2 separate regions of the Oryctolagus cuniculus genome follow, and region 1 is linked to region 2. Evidence: chromatin contacts called from public Hi-C data. All regions are on one chromosome and are shown on one strand. The core of a region is the stretch at or near the end of the contact, and the rest is flanking DNA. Distances in the headings are between cores, read along the strand shown. Region 1 holds the start of PTPRB (protein tyrosine phosphatase receptor type B). Region 2 overlaps PTPRB (protein tyrosine phosphatase receptor type B).

Region 1 (6,514 bases), core at 885-3,384, 55 kb after region 2:
GCTTGGACATAGGTGCTCACATCTAGGAGTACTTAATCATAGTGTCTGTCATAAAGAGAAGATCAAGAAATACTGGTTGGATTAACAAAAGCATCAAGAGAAGAAAGGAAGAGTGGGTGATAGAGTAAAGTTTGGTTTGTTTTCATGAGAGTTCCATCATTGGGCACCACACAATCCACTTTCATCAGCTTAGGAGTCTTCCATAGGAAATATGTTAGGGCATGTGGACCATCCATGAATGTGTACAAATAAGATATTTAGCAGAAGGACTTTGCAGAATGGGTTCTGGAAGGAATCGCTCACCTTTTTTCAAGCAGAGGCTTCCATTGACCAATTTCCCCTCTGTGTTGACATCTATTTTCATCCAACTATGGAGATATTTCTTGCCCTTCTTGACCACTACCCTGGGGCCTTGTTTCTTGAGAAAGAAAGAGGCGTTTTCCATCTCAAGGTACCCTTCCTGATCGTAGCAGGTCCAGTGGGGTGCCTGGGAGCAGAGGGTGACGATGGCTGTTCTAGAGGGGCCACCAGAGGCACTGGAGATGCCCAGGCACCGCGCAGATTTGACGTGAAGGAGCTTCCCATCCTCAGTCCACTGCCACTGCTGGTTCTGGCTGGTCCCATTGCATGAGCCCACGACCACTTTCTGATTTATGAAAAGGCACTGTTGTTTCTGCACATGGACAATCTGAAACCCCTCTGAAAGATGAAAAGCTCATCAAATACTGTATAGTAAATTCTAAGATCCACTGAAAAACAAAACACCCTATCCACAAGTCATCTAACTGAACATCCTAGGTTCACTTAGATTTGCCATGGCTGTCATTCCAATTGAGTATTCCCAGAGAGTAACACATGTGACTGAAAATCCCAAAGCTGACAATGTAAAATGCCAAAATGTCACACTTTAACTCTCCCTTCCCTTTTTAATTTTTTAACCTTTCTTATGATTTAATGAAGAAAGCATACCTTCCTTGAAAAAATGAAAGGAAGCTTGGAAAAATAAAACCATCCAAAGAATATGGCTTTCCTTTGGAAAAGCAAAGACAGTCAAATACTGTGTGATTTTTCTATTTTAACCCAATTAGTTAAATATGCTAATTACAAAAAGCTGAATTCCCCCTTTAACCATTTGATTCTCTCCGTATCACCTTCTTCCCTATTGCAAAAACAAACCAAAAAAATCAAACTCTTTCCAATCCTTAAATTCACATCACAATAAATATTTGTATATGAAGGGCATAGTATGGACTTTTTTTTTAAATTGGATATATTTATTTTAAAGCACCTTCTCATTATTCCAAGCACACCATTCTATCTAACAAACAACCAATGAAAATGTTGGTTATCACAAACTAAGTTTCTCATTGTTCTGGAGAGAAGCATTTGTTTTGTGACAGTGTCTACAACTTTTCCCTCAAACACTAACAAATTCTTTAAAAATCAGCATTTCATGATGTAAGCAAACCAACTGTTAAATATCAGCATTAAAAGATGAGATATGCAGCCTCAGAAACCATTTTCAATGAGCTTTTACTTAAATTGCCCAACTTTCCACAGAAATATCCATTCCTTCCAAATAAAACACAATTCCTGCCCCCTTTAATCATATTTCTTACATTTTCTTTAAGACAAAAGAAAACAAAACTATAACTTGACTGGGAAAAAAGCATGCAGCGTGTTACAGGCTGTTAACAAAAATCACAAGAACTTTCTCCTCAGAGTTCTTTCTGCTATCATGGTGCCACTTCAGGGGCTGCCCAGGGCACTTTGGAGGGACACAAGCAGAGCGTTATTTTCTTCAGGAGAGAAATCTAAACAATCTGGGCACAGCTGGCCCCTTGGATTCCCCCATCTCATCGTCTTTGGCTAAACTGTCATGGAGAGCTGGTTCCATGTCTGCCTTTTTCTAGACACTTTTCTAAGGCCAGGGACTCCTCTGCCAGACCTGGGAGAAATACCTCAGGAAACTGAGGCAGAGCCACTCACCCAAGTTCCCGAAGATCAAGCAGCTAAGAATCGCCATGTAAAATTCAGCCTCCATTTTCCACTTAACAACGGTTCATGCTTCGCTTGGGGGGAAAAAAAATTCTCCCAGATAAGAGAAGCAAAGGCTAGGAAGGAAATGTGCCTTCATGGTGGGGGAAAAGTCAGTGACGAGCACTTCCTCCAATTGAATTGTTTGGGGAAGTTTTACACCAGTGTCCTTTTGTCTGTTTCCTTAGAAAGAAGGGATTAGCAACAAAGCTCTCTCTTGCTCTCTCTCTTTTAAAACACAGATCTAGCCTCCAGGAGCAGAATCAACCTCATAAAATCTTCACCTGCCTATCTGCTTGGCACGTGACTACTCCTTAACCTCGACAGGGGAAAAGGGAGTTGCAATCATGGGTAATTGGATGTTCCTAAACATCTCTCCAGGTGATGCGACTCTGCTGAAAGAACACCAACCATGTAATTTATGAGGGTCTATGACAAGTGATAGAGACAGAAACATGTACTCTTTGTGTAATGATATGCTGGGAGTCTGTCAAGGAGAACCACATAATGATGGCACTTGGAGATCATTGTCTCCCAAGAGATGACAATATTACATTTTGAGGAGATGGGACGATGCAGAGACCAAAATTAAACCCATCGCATTCTCTACTTTAGGCTTCCCCAAACCAATGATGGCTTCTTTTCAAATAAGGGAGGAAGAAAAAAAAGAATACGCTTTAGTCCATATTTAGTATTAAGAGTAGTTTATTGGCAGTATCAAAGAAAGTCAACATTGTTGCAATAAAAATTCATACTTGAGCAGAACATCTAGTGTTTGCTGAGTGTAGTTGTTTGAACTTTGTATCTGGAGGATTAAAACCTTTCAGAAACTTAAGGACATACATGGCAGTGTCCTTAGGAAGAACTTCTGGAAATGGGACAGATTGCATCATTCCCAAAGGCACCTGCCTTTGACTGGGAGAGAGAGTCCAGGTAGAGAGCATATTCAAAAACCTCTTCTTAGTAAAAGAGAGACAAGTATTTAAAATTCTTGATACTTCATAGTTGTTACAAATTTGTGTTTCTCTTTAAAGTAAAATGCCTCATGATGTAGAAATACATTGGATCGAGTTCTGGAGCAGGAGCTACCTCTATGCTCACTAATAGATAGTAAATACATATATATCCAATGACAATCATTGTGCTCTGTAGTTGACAGGAGGTACTGTAAATACACATGTAGTAGGTAATAATATCAAGACATATTTCCATATAAAATAGTTACTGCTTTTGATTTCTTTTTTCAAAAACAAAACTTACTTTTTAAAAATCCATTATGAATCACTTGCAACTTCAGCAGCAAGATTCTGGTAACTGAGAAAGGTAATAGCACTTACAACAGGAACAGTTTAACAGTTTAGCTGACAGTCCATTCACAAGACAGATTTTGCAAACATTAAAGCATCTAAACACACAATAATAATTAATAATAATTTCTTCAGCAGCTCTTCCAGTCATCACCTGATGACATGGATCACTGGATATTACATACATACATTCTGTGTGGCAGATAGTCACAGACAAAACAAGATCTGCCTTAGGCTGTGTGAGAAATAGCTCATACCTCCATCAGCATAGGACCTTCAGAAAAACTTGAGGGATGCTTACAGATACATTCGCATACATAAAGGGCTGGCAATCTTGAACATGTTGCCAAGTCTTCCATAATCCTGAGCTCTGGCTTCAGAGCTTAGCTTTCCTTCCACTGCAGGAAACTCCTTTCAGTAAGTTGATTAATCACCCTGGGAGACTGGTGGTCTGTTAAGTCTTCAGTGACTCACTGGACAGTTTCTGCTGAAAGTCTGCTCTCGTACAGGCACAGAGCATGGTGCACAAATTCATACTGCTCACTGGTTTGGACCATTCCACCCCTGCAAGGAAGAGATAATAAAAATAAGCCTGTTTTGCTAACATCCTAGAATCTCAAGTAACATAGATTGTATTCAAGATACGATGTTATTTCAAGGACACACAGAAAAGCTGACCTAAAGATTCTTTTGTTCTCCCTCTTACCTGTATCTAAATGTCTCAATTAGTGAACTGAATACATATAAAACACTAGTATGTTAATAAATATAAAGGTTTTAACACCATGCCTGGTACATACTAGGCACTTGATGAATTGTGCCGGGGTACCATTACTGGGGAGGTGATAAAAAAATAGCCTAATGGTTAAAACTTGGGGTTTGTAACCAGCCAGGCTGAGTTTAAATATCTACTTTGTCAGTTCTCAGCTGTGTGATCTTGGGAAAGTTCCTGAAGAACCTCTGTGACTCTGTTTCCTCTTTTGGCAAAGCAGGAAAGAACAGGAACAGTGACTACTTTGTAAGGTTGTTGTGAGGCTTAAAGGAACTCAATGTAACTGGAGTATTAATATTACTGCTTAGGTGCCTTGTCATGTAACTTATGCTTATACATTTGTAATAAAGTTGATTGAAGTAGGTTATCCAAACAAAACTGTGCTGTAATATGTGGCTTTCTACAAGGATAAAGAAAGTCCATCCTGAAATGGCCTATGGAAACAGAGGCCTTTGGGTGTGATGGGTATCCAAACACAATAGTGGGTGGGTCTTTAAATCTGCTGGAAAAAGAGGAACTGGTTCCTGCTTTTTTCCTTTTCTTTTGCCCATTATCACTCCTGGCTGATCAGCATCCTTTTTGTCATTGGCTTAGAAGGCAGTTGCTATCATGAGAAAAAAAATGATACTTTCTTATTACGTTTTCATATATACAATACATGGGTCACCTTTTGCTCCTTTGTTATTACGATTCTTCAGCTTGGCCAGGTTATTAGACATTATTGTAACTAATTTGTCCTGCTCACTGAATAACAACCTCACTATTATAGTAGTAACAACCTGAAGTCCAGAGAAGTCCCCGTAACTGCAATCACAGGACTGATTCTATGTCTTAGTTTAATTCTGTTTTAGCCAGCTTTTTCCTAATGGCTGCTAGTACTATTCAAAATAATTTTCAGGTCACTTAAGCACTTCAACTTTAAAACAAGATAGATTGCTTCAGCGTAACATGATTTCTGGTCAATGGTAATAAGTAAGACGGGGCTTATGCCTGTGTTTACTTGTCAACCTCCATAAATATTCAAGCAGTAAGACTTCACCCTTCTAAACCAAATAGTGATTTTTCAGGCAGGTTCCACATGATGCCAAAATAATGTATTTGGCAAGAAAGAAAAAGATAAATTCATAGTTTTTGGTGACAGCAATTTCTTGGAAAGGATATTTCATGGGTCTTTTTCCTAAGAACTGAATGCTTTTTTGTAGTGAAGACAACTTTCTGGCCATAATGTTCCCTGGTAAGAAGCTAAGAACAAAAGCGACCAGATGAGAATATAGTTACTGTTCCTTTTCTTAGGTGTCTGACGGTGACATCTGGGCACACCTAAAGACACAGCAGGTGTGCAGAAGATGCTCACCTGGACAGCCAGTTACAGTAAATATCAGGGCAGCTCTTAAGAGCTTGGGGGTGCCTGCCTTCCTCTGGCATTCCCTCAGCTCTGGGAATCATTATTACTCATTTGAGCTGTAGACTGTGTGGAACCTTAAATGGGCTCCATCTCTTGGGCTCTGGCCTGTGAGCTTTCTATCACCATTTATTTCACTTTGAGGCAAGATTTTTCCCTTTATGCACTGGTCAGCGCTGGCATTTTGCATGTCCACTTGGTGAATGAATGGAGACACAGTCTGGGTTTGGGGTTTTAATAACTATTACTCTAAGTGGGTCAGCACTGTATTTTATTATGACATTCTGTGAATTCAGCTGGTAAAGGTAGGAGACATGAGGAACATTTGTATTAGTTGTAGGCTAGCAAAGTTCTTGAGGGTCTGAAGGCTTCAGGAAACTATCTGAAAAGTTCTGTTACTTTACACTCGATTTGGAAAATAGAAGGGAAAGAACTGGCCCCAGGGGGATCCTCAGAGATCCTTCTTTGCATTCACTGTTGAAATACAGCTTTGCCAGAGGAAGCAGTCCCTGTGAAGGAGGGGCTGGTAGCTTCTGACGGAACGCTTATGGGGCAAGGTACCCTTGGAGGCAGCCTTTCTCAAGGCTTACAGAAAAATTGTTGATGACATCAGAATGAGTTTGGCCCTCTCGAACTTTCATCCTGATGGTTCAGCTGAAATAAACCAAAAAAGTCTTCAGCCTCCCCTTGTAGTCACACAATAGCCTCTCAATGCTGGAAAACAACCATCAAAGTCTCATAATCTTTTCTTCTCTAGACTAAACATCCTGTGCTCACTCAATATTTCTGAACAGCCTGGTTTCCCTGTTACTCTCTGATCTAGTCTTCTTCTATAGGCTCTTTTGTCAAGCCTGACCGTAGAGTGTTGCGTCTCCTCTGCTGAGATCTGATCAGTGGGTTTATTTTCTCCCTTGAGCTGCGTATTGCAGACCATTAGCTCACCTGTGCAGGTGCCTCAGGTGGTAAGGTCCCACAGTGCCTCCATGGTGCCTGGTA
Region 2 (6,734 bases), core at 2,467-4,966:
TTGCTTCACTTCTAAACCTACTACTTCATTTTCAAACAATACCAAAAAATTCAAACTAAACCAAACAGCAACAACAAAAATCCACTTGGCTGCTAGTTATGTGAATTCTTTTCTAATAAATTTTTTTGTTAAGGTAGCTCTGACATTAAAAATTCAAGCAATTTTATATTTTCTTTGGCTTCAAAGTTTAGTAAACATTTCAAACATTAAAAAAATTCCAGGCTGTCTCTAGACAAATACTGAAGATCTCAACAGAAAATATAGATATTAAAAAATAATTCACCGCGGCTCACTAGGCTAATCCTCCGCCTTGCGGCGCCGGCACACCGGGTTCTAGTCCCGGTCGGGGCGCCGGATTCTGTCCCGGTTGCCCCTCTTCCAGGCCAGCTCTCTGCTGTGGCCAGGGAGTGCAGTGGAGGATGGCCCAGGTGCTTGGGCCCTGCACCCCATGGGAGACCAGGAGAAGTACCTGGCTCCTGCCATCGGATCAGCGCGGTGTGCCGGCCGCAGCGTGCCAGCCGCGGCGGCCATTAGAGGGTGAACCAACGGCAAAGGAAGACCTTTCTCTCAGTCTCTCTCTCTCTCACTGTCCACTCTGCCTGTCCAAATAATAATAATAATAATAATAATTGAACTTTTTCCCAAGTTGTGGATTGTGGTGTCAAATCTACATAAGTTTGGGTGATTTTTAGCTATTAGATAATCATAAAAGATACAGATCTAATAATGAGCATAAAGTAGGTCTTCTCACCAAAATGGAATATCCCAACAGCTGGAGTTTTCTATGTCCATAGATTAAAATAAAAATCTCACTTTTGGGGCCCTAGTCTCAGTAGTGGGTGAGGAGGGAAAAGTCTTGCACCCAGTTATTCATTTCAACTTTCAAAGTCATGGGTAAGTCTTAGGAGTCCTGCTTTGCCTGTGATGAGTCTCCACTGGTGAACTTGAAGTAGATGAAAGGCACACCACTGGGTTAGGAACTAGGTCAATGGTATTCAGCAAGAAGCTATTTCTTAGGTACAGTAGGGAGTAGAAGCTGAGAAATAAGGCTGTCTCTACTCTGAATACTGATAGGACTGCTGACAGCTGTCCACATATGAGATGTTGTCATAAATCCTGCATGGTTCTTGATTTAAAGTGGGAGAAGGATATTTTTAAAATTTTCATTCTTACTTGAAAAGGAGAGAGGGAGGGGGGGAGAGAGAGAGAAAGAAAGAGAGAGAGAGAGAGAGAATGAATCTTTTTCTGCTGGTTCACTCCTCAGACGCGGGGGTTGAGCCTGACTGAAGCCAGGAGCTCAGAATTCAATCCAGCTTTCTCATGTGGGAGGCAGGGACCAAAGTACTTGAGCCATTATCTGCTGACTCTCATGGTGTGCAGTAGCCTAAAGCTGGAACTTGAACCTGGCACTCCAGTAAGGGATGTGGTCATTCCAAATGGTGTCTTAACGGCTCTGCCAAACACCTGTCCCTAGAGACCAATTTTTTAGGGTCAGGTGAAATGTTTTTGTGCCATGGCTATAGAGACCTCAATTCTTATTCATATCCTGGTGGGCTGTATGTTGCTCACAATAGAACATCAGGAATTCCAGACCTTCTTAGAACAGTACATGTTTTAAGAAGTTGTTCACTTGTGAGTAGCATAATAACAAACAAAAAAATATGATAACCTCACTCTACACTAAAAAAGCACTTATGGACATATAGCCCATAAGACTACATGTAAACGACCAACAGAGACCATAGGTTTCTTACAGCCTATGATATAATTTATAGGAGGAGTGCACCATACTTCAAAAACTCAATATAGACACTTAATATTTTATAATATCAACAATGAATAAGTAAGTCAAGGCAGCAGAAATTAAGACAGCCCTTGGAAGACAAGATTGCCTGGCTCACCACAGAACATAGCTTTGGGCTTCTCTCAAGAGTGCAGCTTCTGTTCTGGTGGCCTGGGCTTGAATCTGGCTCTCTTATTTTGTAACTGTACTTTGGGCGATTCCTTAACCTCCCCGCGCTTCCCCTGTGCAATGGTATAATAATGTTAATAACAGTATCTTTTTAGTAGAATTGTTATAAATGTTAACTTGAGCATTTTATAAAAAGCACTTAGAGACGTTGGTGTTGAGGTGCAGCACATTAAGTTGCTGCTTGTGACATCAGAATCCCATATGAAACACCAATTTAAGTCCTGACTACCCTGCTTCTGATTCAGCTTCCTGCTAACGCTCCTGAGAGGGCAGCAGATGATGGCCCACGTCTTTGCGCCGCTATCTTCAATGTGGGAGACGTGGAGTTCATGGCTCCTGCCTTTGACCTGGCCCAGCCTTGGTTGTTGAGGTCATTTGGGAAGTGAATCAGCAGATGGAAGGTCCTTCTCTCTGTGACTTCCTCTCTCCACCACTCTGCCTTTCAACTGAATTATTATTATTTTTTTTTAAGAAAAGCACTAGAGGGGCTGGCGCTGTGGTGCAGTGAATTAAAGCCCTGGCCTGAAGTGCCAGCATCCCATATGGGCGCCAGTTCTAGTCCCAGCTGTTCCTCTTCAGATCCAGCTCTCTGCTATGGCCTGGGAAAGCAGTAGAAGATGGCCCAAGTCCTTGGGCCCCTGCACCCACGTGGAAGGCCAGGAAGAAGCTCTGGGCTTCGGATTGGTGCAGCTCCGGCCATTGCGGCCATCTGGGGAGTGAACCAATGATGGAAGACCTCTCTTTCTCTCTCTGCCTCTCCTCTCTCTGTGTAACTCTGACTTTCAAATAAATAAATAATTTTTTTTTAAAGAAAAGCACTAGAACCATGCCTGGCATGCAGTAAATGCTCAGTGTTAACCATTACCATTAATCCTACAATCTGAAGACATTGCCTCAGAAGCAGTGAGACGTAGTGGTAGAGACTGTGGCCTTTGGGATCAGGGAACTTAAATCTCAGCTCCATCACTTATCAGTGGTGAGACGTTGAGCACGTTACTTACCCTATCTAGGCCTCCATTTTCCCATCAGCTTACCTGGATCATAATGGACATTGAATAATACAAACTTAGTTTTGTCTACTTGATCAGAAGCAAAGTATTTTCCTCTGAATTACTGGCAAAACGGAGGCAAAAGTATAATAAAAATTTTTGAAACTAAATTGATAATAGCCTTAATTGCCTTACTCATTAAAAAGGCCTTGATAACATCTTATCAGTTTATTCTCATGTATTCACTTTAAAAAATGCGCCAAATGACTCTTATTTATAAGTTCTTAAGGAAAAACAATAGTGTTTGTGGGGAAGAGGTAATATTACTTAAATGTTCTATGCTACTAGTAACAGCCTATAATTAAGGATGTTATAATCAAAGGAAAGAAGATAATTTCCCTTCACACAAAGTTTACTTGTTGCCTGGCAAGCAGAAGGCATTTCACTGCCATGAGATTCGAAACTCAAGATCAATGCTGCTGTGCCCAAGCAGGCAGGTGCATTTTTGCTGAAGTGGTGTTTCAAGGAGCAGGATGAAAGGGGCAGCTGCTTCAAGCAATCGATACCATCATCTACATCTACAACCAAGCCAGAGAAAGTGGAGGGAAAATGATGTTATGATCATTTTGATCTCTACATAATCTGCAAAATGAGTGAATGAAAATGGATTTTAACATTGCGTGCCTAGAGGGTGAAGTTCAGAAATGCAGACTTTATCTAATCTCTCTGAGCCAGAAAACAAAACACTCAATCCTTTGTACATCCGCTAGAACAAAGGAACAATGCGACTGGGAAGTGCCTGGGCTGCAAGAACCTGCACTGGAAACAAACACTTAAAGCCCCATTTATACTGTGATAAAGCCCTTTGCTGGCAGTTGTCCACTATTGCTGTGCACGCTGCAGACGTTAAAGAATCTTCAGACTTCTTTGTCATCTAGGCCCGATGAAAACTCGGCAGTATTAACATTTTTCCAGTAGTTTATAAGACACAAATCAGATAGTTCTCTTGTGGATGCTGATTTTGCGTGTATGTGTGCACAGGGTGTGTGTGTGTCCTCAGAAAAAGTTAGGAAGGCTGGAAATAATGGGGGAGGGAGACAAAAGGAGGGAGAAGGCAGACTTTTAAGGTTACTTGAAAATTAAAATATTACCGTGATCTTCTCATTATATGATTATATGACAGGTCATATATAATTAGAAAGTCCCTGGGGCCAGCATTGTGGCATAACAGGTTAAGCTGCCACCTGCAATGCCAGTATCCCTTATGGGCATCAGTTCAAGTCCCAGCTTCTCCACTTCCCATCCAGCTCCCTGCCAATGTGCCTGGGAAAGCAGCAGCAGAAGGTCTTTGGGCCCCTGTACCCACATAGGAGACCAGATAAAGTGCCTGGCTCCTAGCTTCAGCCTGGCCCAGTCCTGGCCCTTGTGGCCATTTGGAGAGTGAACCAGCAGATGGAAGTTCATTCATTTTCTCATTCTCTCTCTATTTCTGCCTTTCAAACAAAGAAATTTTTTTTTTTTTTTTGACAAGCAGAGTGGACAGTGAGAGAGAGAGACAGAGAGAAAGGTCTTCCTTTTCCGTTGGTTCACCCCCCAGTGGCTGCTGTGGCTGGCGTACCACGCTGATCCAAAGCCAGGAGCCAGGTGCTTTTCCTGGTCTCCCATGCGGGTGCAGGGCCCAAGCACTTGGGCCATTCTCCACTGCCTTCCCGGGCCACAGCAGAGAGCTGGCCTGGAAGAGGAGCAACCGGGACAGAACTGGTGCCCCAACAGGGACTAGAACCTGGGGTGCCAGCGCCACAGGTGGAGGATTAGCCTATTGAGCTGCGGTGCCAGCCCAAACAAATAATCTTAAAGTCCTACTTGACTTATGCAATTAATGATGATTAGGGGCTGGTGCTATGGCATATGGGTAAAGCCGCCTCCTGCAGTGCCGACATCCCATATGGGCACCAGTTCGAGTCCCAGCTGCTCTACTTCCCATCCAGCTCTCTGCTATGGCCTGGGAAAACAGCAGAAGATGACCCAGGTCCTTGGGCCCCTGCCCCCACGTGGGAGACCTGGAAGAAGCTTTTGACTCCTGGCTACATTTGACACAGCTCTGGCTGTTGTGGCCAACCGGGGAGTACACCAGTGAATGGAAGACCTCTCTCTCTCTGCCTCTCCTCTCTCTGTGTAACTCTGACTTTCAAATAAATAAATCTTTAAAAAATTTTTATGAAGATTAGGAGGAATCAATACACATGTGTGCATCTACAACTTTTCTGGTTTTCTCTAGTCCTCACTCTTTTACATGGTAATAGTGAAGTGTTACAAAATATAGGATTGTCAAAACCCATAACTCAGTATTTTAGTCGTAATCATTATGCCAAAATTTATCATTAGCTATAAATTTAAGACATTTTTGTATTTCTTGGTTCCAGAGAGACCTAAAAAATGGAATGCCAAGTCCTGTAGTATTCATCTGATGTTCTAAATTGAATCTACCAGCAGTAAGAAGTCCAGGGGCTAGTGTTGTAGTACAGCAGGTTGATCTGCTGTCTGCAGGGCCAGCATCTAACATGTGTGCTGCTTCAAGTCCTGGCTGCTCCACTTCCAATCCAGCTTCCTGCTAATGGGCCTGAGAAAGCAGCGGAAGAGGGCCCAAGTGCTTGGGCCCCTGCACCCTCAGGGGAGATCCAGATGAAGTTCCTGGCTCCGGCCTGGCCCAGCCCTGGCCATTGTGGCCATTTGGGGAGCCTACCAGCAGATGGAAGATCTCTCTCTATATATGTCTCCCTCTCTCTGTAACTGTGAAAATAAATAAATCTTAAACAAAAAAAGGAAGTTCCAGAATTTCATATGTCAGCTTGTTGTCAACCCAATTTTTCTGTTCTTAAAGCAAAAGACAAAGTTTAACAAACCTTCCTAACCAAAATGAATTCTTTTACATTTTTAAAAAATGAGACTTAGAATGAGAGTTCTACTTATAATGACTTAGTTATGCTAATGATACAAGCAATACTTACTAATTTGTCATGACACAGCCATTAAAACATTAGTATATTGATGTAGAAGTTTCCAGACTGTTCAGAATTTGAAATGAGTATATTTATTTTGGAAACAAATTCAACTTTAAATCTATGAATGGTGCCAAACACCTTTCTTGAAGGTGTGTTAGCACCACATTATACCTGTGTAGGATCTGGTAGTGTACAATGTACTCTTTCAGCTGGAATAGGGGCTCAGAGACACTAAATGACTCACTCGTGTTGGATGGGAGTAACAGGCAGCACTACTGAGCTTCTAATACCTGGCTCCACATTGCATGTACTTTCTGTCACACCTCAGCTGTCTTGCATGGAAAATTATGTCATGAACTGCATATTTTGTCAATCAACAAAAAAATCAAAATGGATATCTAGGAAAATTATAAACAAATTGACAAAATTTTTCTGTTGCTGGTTTGGCTCATGTGGTATAGTCAAAATAAGTAACAAGAGAAATGAGAGCTAAATAATTTTACAGTCATAAATATTCCTTTGATGTCTTAAAATTTTTTTATTTGCTTATTTGAGAGGGAGAGGGGAGAGAGGATAGGGGAAAGAGATCTAGTCTATCTATCTGTATAGAGAGAGTTCCCATCTGCTTGTTCACTTGCCAAATATCTGCATCAGCCAGGGTTGGGCTGGGCCAAAACTGGAAGGTGGGAACTCAATCTGAGTCTCCCATGTGGGTGGCAGAAGTTCAATCACTTGAGTCATCATTGCTGCCTCCCAGGGTCTGCTTTAGCA

The links. Hi-C and Micro-C count contacts between places; a contact is called where the count stands out from the background.
Region 1: a Hi-C map of an unstated tissue shows a contact between it and region 2, with 1.6 times the contacts expected there. The contact joins the promoter of PTPRB here to the enhancer-like site in region 2. A contact is called at or near these places in 3 of 6 Hi-C or Micro-C datasets (ear pinna, psoas muscle and an unstated tissue).

What each region holds. Positions count from the first base shown.
Region 1 is chr11:73,179,073-73,185,586 of mOryCun1.1, forward strand. PTPRB (protein tyrosine phosphatase receptor type B) reads right to left here and starts at 2,135. Exons shown (of 34, transcript XM_008256785.4): 1 at 1,990-2,135; 2 at 304-699. The coding sequence starts at 2,044. It overlaps PTPRR (protein tyrosine phosphatase receptor type R), which reads right to left. Exons shown (of 14, transcript XM_008256786.4): 14 at 2,725-3,908. The coding sequence ends at 3,815.
Region 2 is chr11:73,122,230-73,128,963 of mOryCun1.1, forward strand. All of the region lies in intron 4 of PTPRB (protein tyrosine phosphatase receptor type B), which reads right to left. Among named protein-coding and RNA genes, the nearest start is that of PTPRB, 56 kb to the right of the region's middle. Within about 2 kb of position 3,717, at least 1 of the 8 cell types and tissues checked has an H3K27ac peak or open chromatin away from gene starts, as enhancers often do.